2 separate regions of the Canis lupus genome follow, and region 1 is linked to region 2. The links are chromatin contacts, called in public Hi-C maps. All regions are on one chromosome and are shown on one strand. The core of a region is the stretch at or near the end of the contact, and the rest is flanking DNA. Distances in the headings are between cores, read along the strand shown.

What was found. Hi-C and Micro-C count contacts between places; a contact is called where the count stands out from the background.
Region 1: a Hi-C map of amygdala shows a contact between it and region 2, with 5 times the contacts expected there. The contact joins two enhancer-like sites. A contact is called at or near these places in 2 of 9 Hi-C or Micro-C datasets (amygdala and skin fibroblasts).

The regions. Positions count from the first base shown.
Region 1 is chr1:86,595,757-86,598,456 of UU_Cfam_GSD_1.0, reverse strand. All of the region lies in intron 5 of LOC106559439 (a long non-coding RNA gene), which reads right to left. Among named protein-coding and RNA genes, the nearest start is that of CEMIP2, 24 kb to the left of the region's middle. Within about 2 kb of position 1,411, at least 3 of the 20 cell types and tissues checked have an H3K27ac peak or open chromatin away from gene starts, as enhancers often do.
Region 2 is chr1:86,381,181-86,383,919 of UU_Cfam_GSD_1.0, reverse strand. No RefSeq gene overlaps it. Among named protein-coding and RNA genes, the nearest start is that of C1H9orf85, 99 kb to the left of the region's middle. Within about 2 kb of position 1,284, at least 2 of the 20 cell types and tissues checked have an H3K27ac peak or open chromatin away from gene starts, as enhancers often do.

The DNA of each region.
Region 1 (2,700 bases), core at 162-2,661, 210 kb before region 2:
TTATTCCCTGCATAATCTCCTGTCCCACTACCATGGCCACTTGATTCATGTGTCTATCATGCTGGCACTGAAATGATGAATGATAGGACTAGCTGTCAGTCAACTGACCAGGTCATTGTGTCTACTTGGTTGTTTCATGCCTCTTCTGCTGCTACTCTCTGAGACATGTTAACATTTGACACGTTTCATACCCACACCTGTATTTCTATTCATATACTTCTACGCCAGACTTCCTAGTCTGCAACCTTCCAACCTCCTTTCCTTCCAGACCGCTAGTCAACTGGCCAGGCCATCTGCCACTGTCCATGAGTTCCTATATATTCTAACCCTAGTGTACATCTCTTCCACACAAAGTACACTACTCAAAGTTCTATCCACTGGGAGGATTTCCCCTTGCCATTATCTTTTAAGGTTGCTGAGAGGTCTGTAGAAAAGATATGATCCATTTTTAGCTTGCCCTCCTATGCAGGCTACACCCATCTGCAAAACAAACTTGACTGCTTTTTATTCTTTGGCTGGTCATGCAGAATGCCCATACAGTCCTGAGTACGCGCTGAAGAGGGGCACTGGGGCAATAGTGGTTAGGGACCATGGGGTTGTCTGGGATCCTGCTCATGCAACTTACTTGTACCCTCTGTTCCTGATATTCTCAATTCTAAATGTAGCACCTTCAGTTTATGATGGATTGTTGCTAGGACCCCCTTATTTAGGACTTGGTTGATCTGCCCCAGTTCATGATGAGAAATTTTACTGCATGATCGCTTGGTGACCAATTGACAGGCCTTCTATCTTGACCAGAGCTTTACAGCATGACAGGAATCATTTTTTCAAAGACATGTGATTCTCTACTGCAGATAGCATGGCTGTGTTCTCACTTCCCAAGGCTCTAAATTGTGATCCCCCACTGGGACTTGCCATAAAATCCTTCCTTACCAATCACAGCTCCAACACCATGCAGTGTGCAAGATCATATGGCCTGACTGACAGGGCTGCTCATACCTCACCCTGGGCCTGACACAGAGTACTTTCCTGCACAAGATCCCACCCAAACCTAGCAGGCCTGCACATCATTGCTGCAGCAGAAACCAAAAAAGTATCTTTGCCTTCAAGTTTTTGTCTGTTTTTTATAAACATGACAATGAAGGTGGTTAAAACCTGGAGGACCCAGCAGAAATACTTCAATTTACATGTAGGAACCCAGCTTGGGTAAATAAAAGGTAGAGAATACAACCCCAAACCATCTAGGATCTTTCTTCTTAAGGCATGCAAATATCAAACTTTCTAGTTGATTAGTCAGGCATGAGAATTCTACCTTAAAAACAAAAAAGTACATCCTGTTGTCCTCATGTCTTGATCTCACATGGGTTCTTGTCAGATATTAATACATTACATTTTTTTTAAGCAGAGGAAGTGGCTAGGGCAAATTATTTTCTCAAAGGCTGAGAATAGGGCAATGCTTCATTTCCTCCCACCACACACTCAGAAAAGATAGCTATCTGGCTGGAATTCATAAAGTTTTTACTGCCTCAAGTCTAGCAGAAGGGTCCCAACAATAATACAGTGTCCTAAGTGACCCAATTTTCTACTATAAATAAAAGCTTTGTACTTGTGATTATTTTAGGGGAATCCACTCTGGAAAATGTTCAGAAAAGTTCAAGCTTAGCTGGTACTGTTTTTCCTGTCTCATGTCCTTTATTTATTTATTTTTAAAGATTTTATTTATTTATTCATGGGAGACAGATTGAGAGAGAGACACAGGCAGAGGGAGAAGCAGGCCCCACGGCAGGGAGCCCGACGTGGGACTCGATCCCAGGACTCCAGGATCACGCCCTGGGCCGAAGGCAGGCACTAAACCGCTGAGCCACCCAGGGATCCCTAACTACTATAATCTTATGCTAAGTATAATCATATTTAATTTTCCAGAAAAATCTAGTAAAGTAAGGTTATGTGAGGGGTTTAAGAGGCCAATCCTGGTCTTAATGATTTGCTGGGAAAACACATGAGACTCAGCATATTATCACACTCATGGCGTTGAGTTATAACAGTAAGTAGATACAAAGAAAAATTGGCATTGGGAGAGGTTGCATAGGGTGAAGTATAAAGGAAGCCCTGAGCTTTCAAGAGTCTCCTCCTAGTATAGTCATGCAGGATATGTTTAATTCCTCTAGAAATGAGCTCTGACAATGCATGCAAGATGTTATCTACCAGAGAAAGCTCATTGGAAGACTCAGTGCCCAAGATTTTTATGGGGGCCTGCTCATACAGGCACTCTGTACTTAGCATGTCTCAAATTCCAGACTCCCAGAAAGAACTCAGGTGTTTGGCATAAACCATTTCTTGCCAAATCCAAACTGCCAATCAAGGGCCAACCTTGCAAGCAGGCCTTTCAAAGAGTGGCAATCTCAGGACCGCTGTGCCTGTCTATGCTATGTCTTGTAGCTGATTTTCTGCATACAGGCACGATTATCCCGATTATCCCTCTTAAAATATATTTTACATGGGGGATCCCTGGGTGGCTCAGCAGTCTAGCGCCTGCCTTTGGCCCAGGGCATGGTCCTGGTCTCCTAGGATCAAGTCCCACCATCGGGCTCCCTGCATGGAGCCTGCTTCTCTCTCTGCCTGTGTCTCTGCCTCTCTTTGTCTGTATCTCTGATGAATAATAAATAAAATCTTAAAAAATAAATAAAATACTTATATTTT
Region 2 (2,739 bases), core at 35-2,534:
TGTGATAAACCAGTTGTCTTCACTCATGAATCATCAGTCTAATTGTTCTTAAATTCCTTCATCCACAAAGACCTGCAAGCATGACACTTGTTCCCCAAGTTGTTATTCTTTCAGGGAAGATTACTTTCTGGCTGAGGCTGGCAAACAGCTGCCACATTTTAATTTATTATGATTTTTTGTTAGTTTGTGTTTGTTTCCTAACCTTGTATAATTTCAATTTTTTGGAATCCGAATGAGAATCTTGAGGCCAAATTCTACTTCATTCAGTCTCTGGTTGGTCTTTTATTTTTAAAGTTTTTATTTATTCATGAGAGATACAGACAGAGAGAGAGAGAGAGAAGGGCAGAGACACAGGCAGAGGGAGAAGCAGGCTCCACGCAGGGAGCCCTACCTGGGACTCGATCCCTGGTCTCCAGGATCACGCCCTGGGCTGAAGGCAGGCGTCAAACCGATGAGCCACCCAGGAATCCCTGGTTGGTCTTTTAAAAACAAATGTGGTTGCATGAAATTGATGTCAGAAAAATGCCTATAGTCCATTAATCACCTTGGGTGGACAAGACAGGTGGCTACTGCAAGAATAAGGGAATAATCCCTAAGTGACTAAGACAAAACGTAATTCCCTTAGGAACCAGGTCAAGCAGATTATGTAGGGCTAGGGTGGTGACTCAGCCTTTTGAGGCTTGTACTTCCAGGTTGAGGGACTTGTGAGGTGTTTTGGGGAGTGTGTGGGTAGCTTTGTGGGAAGAGCGATTCATCCTCCTGGAAGCATTGCTTTGCGTCTCTGTCTCTGTCTCTCCCTATCTCCCTGTCTCTGTCTCCCCCTCTTGGTGTCTCCATTTTCCTCTAACTCATTTGCTCTGGCTCTCACTCTCTTTATAACTTCCTTTTGTTCTGTCCCTCAAGAAGGGAAACATAAGTGAGGAAGTTTAATTTTAGTTTCCAAAAGGATCAGAGAGGACATGAAAGAGTAGCTAGTGATTGATTAGCTGTAAGGAAAAAAAGTTATGCATATTTTTCTTCAAAAACAGCCCATAGTCACGACAAGCTACAACCTAAATAAATATGAGACTAGTAATTGAGCACAGGTTTCTAAGATAATGAACCAAGGAAGACATAGTACAGAGATAAAGAAGAATAGACCTACATTTATTGAGCCTGTGTGCTATCTGGAAAGCTGCTGCAATAACTGATAAAAATAATACATGATTCAAAGTTCTTTGGATAAATATAGCTGAGTAAGAACAAATGAGTAACATTGGTGAAGTAGATTATATTTCTGTGTGTGAAGAGATGTTGTAAACTATAATTCCATTCACTTCAGACATTTGTTAGGCACACACTGGGGACAAAGCTTTGTCCTAGAAACTGGAAGGAGCTATAAAATAAATGACACTGTTAAGGAAATAAAAGATTTCCTATTTTATATGTATTTCACTTGTTCAGATTATGTGGTTCTCATACTATGTTCTCATTGGTCTTATTCCTGCTAAGCTATAGGGATAAAACTTCTTACTCTCTTAATAGGGGATGTTCATCTGCCCCAGAGAAAGAAGCTGGGGAAGAGAGACCGGCTCTCAATCAGAAAGCCAGAACTCAGAAGGCTCTCAGAACTCAGATCTGCATAGTATAAGTCATATTATATGCTTGGGTCTTGCTCTGTATTTTCTTGGTTCTTTTTTTTAAGATTTTATTTATTTATTCATGAGACAGAGAGATAGATGAGGAGAGGGAAAAAGAGAGAGAGAGAGAGGCAGAGACATAGGCAGAGGGAGAAGCAGGCTCTCCTCGAAGAGCCCAATGTGGGACTCTATCGCTCAACTCCAGGATCAGGCCCCGAGCTGAAAGCAGTGCTCACCTGCTGAGGCATCCAAGTGTCTCTATTTTTTTGGTTATTGTTTGTTTATTTTCTTCCTGTTCTGGCCTTGTTTTACCTGTACTTTTGAAGATAACAAAGAAGAGTCTTAGATGCTTGTGAGCCACTGTTCACAAAGTTGGTCTTTGGACCAGCAGCATTAGCCTCTACCTGGGGATTCATTAGTAATGCACGTTTCTAGATCCCACCCAGACACATTGGATCCGAAAGTCAGTATGGGGACCAGTGATGTGTCCTGCCTTCCAGGGGATTCTGATGCTGGCTCCCTGCTGAGCGCTAAAGCTCTGCTTGAGAACTGAAGGAGAACAGCACCCTCTGCAGGCCTTGTGGTCACAGCAGCCATGAGAAAGGAGCTCTATCCAGGTGAAGCAGGGGGGAGCAATGTTCTTGTCCCATGGAGTGGAAGAATAAATCTCACAAAGGAGAGTGAGCAAAGTGGTAGAGTTTTATTAGGCAAGGATATAGAAAAATCTCTAGAGAGTGAGAGGGGTCCCAACCGGGTTGCCAATGAGGTCTTTTCATCTCTGTTCTTTTATTAGGATTTTGCCAGAAACCTGGGGGTAGTCGGGTCAGTGGCCTGGAACTAGACATGACACTTACACATTGTTTGAGAGTTCTTGTCTCTGTGACATCTGTGATCTATAGATATCTATTGCTAGTCTGATTAATCTTTATAGTTAAGTCTTCCTTTGAGGCCTGATTAGTTTTTGGGGTTATTTTTATTTTCTGTGGTTACAATGTAATTATTAGAAAAACATCTTAACCCTAGTAATTGAGATAAGGCGCTCTAAATTTTCCTAATCTCTGTCTTCATTTTATCGCTGCATCTGCATACCTGAAATATCCCCAGAACCTAGCTGGGGCCC